Regions from separate parts of the Mus musculus genome. Here region 2 is linked to region 1. The links are chromatin contacts, called in public ChIA-PET maps. All regions are on one chromosome and are shown on one strand. The core of a region is the stretch at or near the end of the contact, and the rest is flanking DNA. Distances in the headings are between cores, read along the strand shown. Region 1 holds the start of Elmo2 (engulfment and cell motility 2). Region 2 overlaps Slc13a3 (solute carrier family 13 (sodium-dependent dicarboxylate transporter), member 3).

The links. ChIA-PET counts read pairs in DNA pulled down with a chosen protein or histone mark.
Region 2: an RNA polymerase II ChIA-PET map of memory CD8 T cells shows a contact between it and region 1, with 30 read pairs. The contact joins the enhancer-like site here to the promoter of Elmo2 in region 1. A contact is called at or near these places in 5 of 39 promoter capture datasets (cranial neural crest, embryonic stem cells, epiblast stem cells and 2 more), 1 of 484 Hi-C or Micro-C datasets (CD4 T cells), 3 of 115 datasets of contacts at active chromatin or transcription factors (bone marrow-derived macrophages, effector CD8 T cells and memory CD8 T cells) and 1 of 9 other capture datasets (liver).

What each region holds. Positions count from the first base shown.
Region 1 is chr2:165,324,561-165,328,877 of GRCm38.p6, forward strand. It overlaps Elmo2 (engulfment and cell motility 2), which reads right to left and starts at 1,919. Exons shown (of 21, transcript NM_080287.2): 1 at 1,858-1,919.
Region 2 is chr2:165,450,796-165,455,112 of GRCm38.p6, forward strand. The region is part of intron 1 of Slc13a3 (solute carrier family 13 (sodium-dependent dicarboxylate transporter), member 3); the gene reads right to left. The region is part of intron 2 of Gm14437 (predicted gene 14437); the gene reads left to right. Among named protein-coding and RNA genes, the nearest start is that of Gm14437, 11 kb to the left of the region's middle. Within about 2 kb of position 2,401, at least 65 of the 459 cell types and tissues checked have an H3K27ac peak or open chromatin away from gene starts, as enhancers often do. A contact at or near this core is called in bone marrow-derived macrophages, effector CD8 T cells and memory CD8 T cells, where this site is marked.

The DNA.
Region 1 (4,317 bases), core at 669-3,168:
CTGAGAATTAACCCGCCCTGCTGGCAACTCCAGTCCCAGTATCCCCAGCATCTCTGAGCTCTTACAGGCCACAGGTTTTCTGCTCCAACCCTGGGACCAGGATGCATTAATGCGGGTGGGTGAGCCAAGGGATCGTCGGTGACTTGGTCAGAGGAGGTCTTGCCTGGTGGGTTTTTCTTTTTGAGCTGGAGTCTCACTCCACTGCCCAGGCTGGTTTTGAACTCCTGTATTCAAGGGATCCTTCTGCCCTAGCTAGCCTTTACAGTGCTCTGGCTACCGGTGCATACCTCCAAACCCAGGGCAGGTATTTCTTACCTATGTTTGCTCGTGAGCCACCCAGGAAGATATGACCTAGGCACAGAGCGTGTCAGAGTATGCTAAATACTGGTATCATCATTTTTAAAAGCAGTCTAGTCTTCATACCCTGCACCCCAAACTTTCTTGGCACCTCTTAGAAGCAGCATCAAACATAAAAAGAATAACAAGATTCAAGAGCAACAGACAAGCTGGGCATGGTAGAACATGCCCTTAATCAGAGGCCAGCTTGGTCTACAGAGATTGTTCCAGGACAGCCAGGGCTACACAGAGAAACCCCTTCTTGAACCAGCCCTGTCTCTTTTGCTCCAAACGGTAGAATGAATCTGGGCAGGTAAACTCTTTTAGGATCTTTGCTATTTTTAATCTGTAAATGCAAATAATGATAGTCTCCTCAAAAGACCACAACTCGAACTAAACGCCCTCACATTTGCACACTACTGAGCACTTCACAGCCAAGGCAGCCACCCTAGCAATGTGGTTACTGACCGACCACTTGACAAATGGCTGCCGTGCTTCTTCTGAGAAGCAAGAAGTGCTGTCCCAAGAGTGAGGCACACCAGAGCTCAAGAAGTTAGCACACACACACACAAACAGTCAACAACTCCATTAACGTGATTTTACATTGGTTATGTGAATTCCTAATTATAATCTGAAATGTATTAACTAAAGCATGAGTAAATTATTCCACTTACATATTTTACATTCCTGAGATGTGACTGTTAGAAAAGTTTAATTAACAAATGTGACTTGCATTATTTCTCTTTTGGAGAGCCCAGGTTGGCCTAGTGCCCGGCACACAGAAAGCATTCCAAAAGGTGGCTTCCACCCACAACAGATGGGATGTCAGGGGCTGCGGCTGCATCCCCCAGGCAAACTCTAGCCCTTCGTTCATTCATTTAGTAAACATCTATAGTGTCTGGCCTGCTGAGACGCTGTGGGTGCATGGAGCAACATCAGGTAAGGTCTTCTTCCTCCTGGGCATTCCTACCTGCTGGGACAGGCAGACGTCAATCAACACTTTCAAACTGTTGAAAGCTACTGATGTGTAGGGACACCAGAATGTTCAGAGTGTCGCACCAGGGTCAGAACTCGGGACCCCGGAAGCCTTCGGAAGGAAGACTGGGAAGATGAAAAAAAGTTTACTAGACTAGACGTAGGGGCGGCGGACTCTGAGGGTGGCCAGAGCGAGGGATGGAGAAGGAACAGAACCAGGCCGGGAGCAGCCTAAGCCTAGGGAGGGCGGCGAAGGACCAGATCTGCAGGGCCCGGAAAAAGGGGAGGGTGGAAACCAGCACCGGAGCACCCCGGGCATTGCAATGCTGCGGGAAGAAGCGAATGAGAGCGGCCTGGACCGAAGCCGGGCAGTGGAGAAGGAAAGAGGGCCGGTACCGACCGCAGGGGGATTACCGGATCGGCACCGTGCCCGGGCTTGGAGGTCGGGCAGACGCTGCCCTCCGCCTCAACCCCAACCTCGGTCCCCGGCTCCCAACCCTCAACACTCTGTCTCTCTGCCTCGAGCCCCGAGCGTCCCTCACTCACCCGGCACCCGCCGAGGCCCAGCTCCGCGCCCGCGTCCCGCCGCCGCTCCACTGGCCCCGTCTGCCCCGCCCTCCTGAAGCCCCGCCCTGCGAAGGGCGGCCCGGGCTTCTATTGCTCCGCTTTGCTGTCAAGATGAAAAGTCTCGCTTTCACTGGGTTGTTTGTCTGTCAATAAAAGGGAGGCGGGCCTAACTGAGGGCGCGGGCTGGAGCGACGCCGGCTGGCCCCTCCCCTCCGCGGAGGCCTCTTAAAGAGACAGACTACCATTCTTCTGCAGGCTATTGGGTCTAAAGGAACGTGATTTCCCAGCAGACACTAGAGGCTGCTCCCCACCCAAACTTTTTTTCTCTTTTATTTCTGTACACAGCCTCCGGGTGAAGGAGGTTGGAGGGGCGGGGAGGGGGCGCGCTCTGGGTCCTTGAGACCCATTGTTGTAAGGAGCAAGCTATCCTCTGGTGATGCTCACCTGATCCGACTCAACGATGGGAATAGCTGATTTAGGGAACTGAGTGGGAGGTGACAGTCGTGTCAGAGGCTATGAGCAGCCGCGGCTGCTCACTACGGAGATGGAGCTAATTATACCGGCACCCAGGGCTGACCGTGGGCGCTGAGCAGAGGCAGAGGGGTACAGCTCAGCTGTGCTGTTGGTAGGGATCCGTGGGAGGTGGCGTTCGTCACCGCACCTGCGGATCTAACAAGGCCGGGCACAGCGCCAAGGACTCACTCCTGCCATCTCCCTTAAAGCTCACAGCAGGCTGGTAGGGAGGGCTAGTATGCGATCCCCAGTTGCAGAAGAAAAGACTAGGGGTCTTATGGGACCAACTAACTATACAACCGGTGACTATACAGCAAGACGCTATCTCCCTGTTTAACTCCAAATTTTGTTTTTTTTAATCATTTCTCTTAGCAGATCCTTAGGACAATGCCAGAAGACAGACATTTTGTTATCCATTCTGTAGAGACTCGGCTGGCCGCTCAGCAGAGAGATGGAAATAATGGCTACCTTTTACTGTCTTTGAAGCAGTTTTACAGGCACAGTTACATTGACTCCTGCAATTGAATTGAATTGAAGCGGATTCTTATCAGCTGGTGAACAGGATGGTGCCCAGGAAGCAAAGCTCCCCTCCCACAATCACAGTGCTAATAAGGCCTGTGCAGGGGCCGGCCAGTCACACTTCCAATAGGTTCACATACTGCCTGCTTCCAGCCAGTCTCTGTCTTTGTTTTATCGAAAGCCACCCAGGATAAAGCATATGGCCGTGTTCCAAAATAGCTTTACGCTGGAACATAGGGTAGCCACCCTTGTCTGCAGCACCATTCTGGACCCCAGGTCCTTTGCTGCTCTGTGGGAGCCTCATACGACCCTATCAGATTCACATTATTATCTCTTATTGTCCTCCGTAGTCTTGTGAGCATCCTCTTTGTGGTGGGTTGTTTATTTCTTTGTTTGCTGCCTATTTTGAAACAGGGTGTTTGCAGGGACGTTTAAACAGATGTGTCCCCATTTCCCCTCCCCCTAAGGCACCAATGACAAACCAAAGAGTATTCCATTCAGTCAGTCCAACTTGGGGAGCCAGCGAGGGCCTTGATGTCACCTTCAGAACATGGATGTCTGGGTTTGTGTTTCCATTGCTGTGCTAAAACATCACAGCCAAAGGCAACTTGGGGGAGGAAAGGGTTGATTTGGCCTGCACCCCCGAGGTCTACAGCTGAGGGAAATCAGGGCAGGAAGTCAAGGCAACAACCAAGAAGCAGAGGCCAAGAAGAAGCACTCCTTACTGGCTTGCTCCAGGTAGCTTGCTCCAGCACTTTCTTATACAACCCAGGAGTGTCACTGTCCACAGTGGGCTGGGCCCTCCCCACAACCATCACCAATCAAGAAAAGGCTCCACAGACTTGCTTAAAAACCTAATTTAATGGAGGCATTTTCTCAACTGAGGTGTCCTCTTTCCAGATGACCCTAGCTTGTGTCAAGTTGACAAAAGCTAACCAGCACAATGCACCCACCACCACACCACCAGAAAGTCTCACCTCACCACCAATAATGGCTTTCCCATAGTCCTCCCCTCTTCAGCCAGCTTCCCACTTTACAAGGCCATGTGCAATTAGAACACAATTCCACACAACTGGCTGAGCAATCTACCACCCTTCATAATGGGCTTCAGTGAGTCCTCTGCCCTGGGATTAGCCTGTGTCTTCCCCACCCCATTAAGAGGATGTCAGGCCCTGTCCACTGGCCTTTTTTTAGCAGCATGGGACGCTCAGCCGCTCCTCTCAGACAACATCCCCTTGCTCCCTCTGCCTCCTCAGTTACCTCAGCACCTCTCTTACCCTGAGCCCCCAGGATACTTACTCAGCAATTTTTAACATCATTTATAAAGAACAGAGCCTACTGGAAACTAGGCTTCTGTGGGCAGTGACTTGGTGGGATTTGCTAGCTGTCTGCCAGTGACCCTTCCCC
Region 2 (4,317 bases), core at 1,151-3,650, 130 kb after region 1:
CCATTCAAAGGATGTCTCCTGCCTTCCAGGAGAGGGCGGCAGCTTTCTGAGGTTCAGAGGTCTATAGCAAAGGGAAGGGGAGTGCATGCCTGTGCTGGAAGCTTCTTTTGTGTGTGACTCAAAAAGAAGTCATGCTCTCCAGCTGGACCCAGAGCCTGTCTAAGGCAAACCCAGCTAACAAGGGCTACCATTGTCTACCCAGCATCCATCTGCTGCGTTCGGAGGCTGGCAGATGGAAACATAGGTTGTTCTGTTGTGGTCTGGTTTTTGGTTTTGTGAAGTACCAGGGTTGGAACCTAGGGCTTTGCACATGCTGGATCATCCTCTGACTCTGAGCTATGTCTCTAGCTATATTTTTGCTTTGTAGATTTTAAGACAGAATTTCACTAGTTGCCCCTGTTGGCCTTGACCATATGGTATAGCCTAGGCTGGCCTTGAACTTAGAATCCTTCTCCCTCAGCCTCCCAAGTATCTAGGGTTACAGGTCTGAGTCACCATTTCTTGTAGGAAATAATATATTTCATTGTAAAATGTGTGTGTGTGTGTGTGTGTGCGCGCGTGTGCGCGCACGTGTGTGTATGCGTACATGTGCGTGTGTGTGCACATATTGGTGTGTAGAGGCCAATGTCAGGAATCAACCTTAGGAATGTGGTCTTCCTTCTCTGAGCCAGGGTTTCTCATTGGCTGGAGCTCATTGACTAGACTAACTTGGCTTTCCTCCTCCTCCATCAGGCAGAGAAAGAGAGGAAGGTGGAGCTGAGATTTGGGGGAGAAAGGGAGAGAGAGAGAGAGAGAGAGAGAGAGAGAGAGAGAGAGAGAGAGAGAGAGAGAGAGAGGATGCAGAGGAGACGAAGAAGGAAAGTAGAGCAGAAGCACCTGGCCTGGAGAAACCACAAGTTCTAAGGGGTCTCTAATGTGGGGAAGATGGTAGTGTAGCGGTAGATCTGCCCAATCTAGGCGCACAGCATGCATTCATATTAATTGAGTTGTGTTATCATTCCCCAGGCTTATTTAGGTTGGAGATTCACCGCAACACTGATCAGGTTTTATGTAATCTCTATCAGATGCCCAGGCACATCAGCTAAGGTCATGTAAGATATTCCCAAGGTGGATTCCAAGGGCAGGGAAGTTTCAAACAACTGTTCTCCTTAGCACCCACTAAAGCTCCATGATAGGTGTATTGGATGCTGACAGGTTACAGACTCATATCTGCATTTGTTTAATGCAGGTTTTCAAGATGCAGTTATCTACAGTACTCCCTATGCTCAGCTAGTACTCCATGGAAGTGGCTAGAAAATCAGCCTGACTGAATGTAATCTGAGAAGATTACAGCATCCAATGAGAGTTCTTTATGCTGTCTTCCATGGTAGAGCCAAAATTTCACGAGAAGAGGGTCCCTGTTTGCTGTGTCTCATTCTCTTCTGTGTTCCAGAACCTAACATAGTCTTCAACATACTTAGTGCTTGTGTCTGCAGTGGAGAATGGGTAAATAAACACATGAATGAGTGGCTGACAGATGAATGGGCTGATAGATGTATGTGTAGATGGGTGGATAGATGGATGAATGGACAGATGGATGCACGAGTAGGTAGATGGATAGATGAGTGGGTGGATGGACAGATGGATGGATGAGTGGGTGGATGGATAGATGGATGGATGAGTGGGTGGATGGATAGATGGATGACTGGGTGGATGGATGTATTGATGGATGGACAGATGAATGAATTGTCGGATGGATGAGTGGATGGGTGAATAGATTTGTTGATTGATGGATGAGTAGATAGATGGAAGAATCAGTGGGTGGATAGATGAGAGGATGAGTGGGTACATAAGAGACTGATGGATGGTTGGATGAGTGAATGGGTAGAAGATGGAGGTGGGTACTCTTGGATAGACCTTAGGCCAGAGCTTCTGGATACAGAGACTGGAAAGTAAATATCTCCCCTAACTGCAGTAGGGCAGGTGGCTGCAGTCATGGTTGTAGACTCCCAGCCGCAGGACAAAACAGCATACTTGGTGGTAGGTGTGGCCCTAGGTCCTGTTTGAGATTGCAGAGGAATAATTAGCTACAAGCCAAACAGGGAAAGCTGGGTGACCTGTCAGGAGGCACTCTCAGCTCCACTTCAGAAAACGCACACGTCCACGGAGTCCAAAGGTCAGGCCCTCTCCTGTCCTGCGGCCTTTGGGTATTTGTTTCTCAGGGGACACTCAGATCCCAGAGGAGACTTGTGGGGCCATAGAGGAGTCTTGCAAATCGGACCCTCTGACTAATCGGAAGTTGGTGTGTTTGGGGGCTGTGTGCACATATAAAAACCCAGCTTAAAACTCAGGCAACAATGTGGTTTCCTGGCTAGTACCACTCAGGCTGAGACTCATCAGACAAAAGCCTAGAGGAGGCCTCATGGGGACTAGAGCATCAAAGCAAGCGGTGACAAAGAAACTGAACCACCTCGTGCTGACAACTTAAGGGAAACAAGTGTCTTGAAAACGTAACTCACTCAGCTCTAAGAATAGAACTAGAAAAATAAAATATTCCAATATCTCCTTAAGAAATCAAACCAATCATTAAGTCCCCTCCTCCCCTCTCTTCTTCCCCCTACCCTGCTGGTTTCTGCCTTTACTCTGCTGAACAGAAGTGGAATTGACAGGGTTGTGCCTTGCACACTGTTCTTTGAGAATAGACAAGGAAGCCACTTCCTGTTTCAGTCTATGGGCTCACACTGTTCTTTGAGAATAGACAAGGAAGCCACTTCCTATTTCAGCATAACTCAGGGTTGCCTTGACAAGGGTGTTACAAGAAAAGAAAGTAGAATGGAATATTTACAAGACAGGGTTCATGAGATTACCGAAAACATCCATCTGAGAGCCCGAGTCCTGTTTCCTTCTGTATCCTGACTCATGTCATTGGGTAGATATGTCATGGCGGTAGCAATGACACCCAGAGACATTTCCAGAACATTCCCTAAGTTCCAGGCCCCTCACACACATAGGCTCAGTTAGTGTCCCCCAACAACTTCTATGGGGGTGCTATTCCTTCCCGACTCTCTTCATAGAGGATTGCAGAAAGCCTTCAGTTTCAGTCATGTCCAGCAAGCCAAGGCCTGTCGCAGCTCCTGGGTTGCTGAGTCTGCCCAGGAGTCTTGATTTCCATATTCTCCCCTACAGACTCCATCTGTACAGATCTCCTTCTTGGAGGCATTGACCATGACAGGAAGCCGGAAAGGCAGCAGGCCTTGGGCAGCACACGGGTCAGGAACAGGTTTCATTATTTTTCTGGTTAGCATCTGGAACACTGATGGTGACCCCAAATATCTTTGCTTGCCTAGCTGAGCATCCTATGTACAATGGATTAAAAATTCCAGGTTGCTGATGAGGGACACTGTGCCTTACCTCCTCCCAACCAAGCTGGGTCTGGGGGACAGACCTGATTCAGAGCAAAGCTCTTGAACACTTAAGGTTAGCAGGATTAGTAGGTGGGAGGCACATGGGTATGAGTCTTTTCTACTGTGATCACCTTTGCTGGGGCAATCAGAGATCAGCCACAAAAAGGGATCGAGTAGAACAAGAAGCCACCTTTGATGATGAGAGAAAAGAGCTAAGTTCACCCCCGGTATGAAGACGAAGCCACTGCTGTGGGATTAGCATTAGGCGGACCCTCATGTGGGTAGATGCATCCTCAGAGCAGATCAGTACATTGGTTTCTGGGCAGTGGCAACATCTTTCTTTACTGTTCATGCAACCTGGGGGAGGGGATGTCCTGAGCTATGTGACAGTACAGAGTAGAGGTTAGCTGACTGTAGAGACTCCCAGGACCCTTGGCAGGAAGCAGGTTGTCTGTGGCAGGTGCAGAGCAATGATGGTCGTGCTCAGCACTGGGACTGGTGATCACTGATTTAATTAAAAGATACAGTTTAAAGTTGCTGTGTATCCCAGGTTGACCCTGACTCAGCGTCCCAAGTCACCTCAGAATACAGGATGACAGGAGTATGTTACCACACCCAGCCTGGGATGCACTCTGACTAAAGGAGACATAAAAGCCCAAACCTAGCCCTAGCATGTGACATTCTTCACACTGGGTTCCAGCAGTAGTGCAAGGGTAATGTTCCCGCACTTTCCTCCAAGACTTGGTTCTAAGAGAACGGCCTTAAGGATATGGTGAGCAGCCAGCTGACCTGCACAAACCTGCTAGGAGGAGTAAGAGAGAATGGAACGGGGATGAGAATAATAAACCCAAGGAAGAATTGTGCTACAGAGTGGGAGCCACAGAGCTAATGCTCCTCCATGAAAGGTTACAGCAGAGGTGATGGCCTCCCTGAA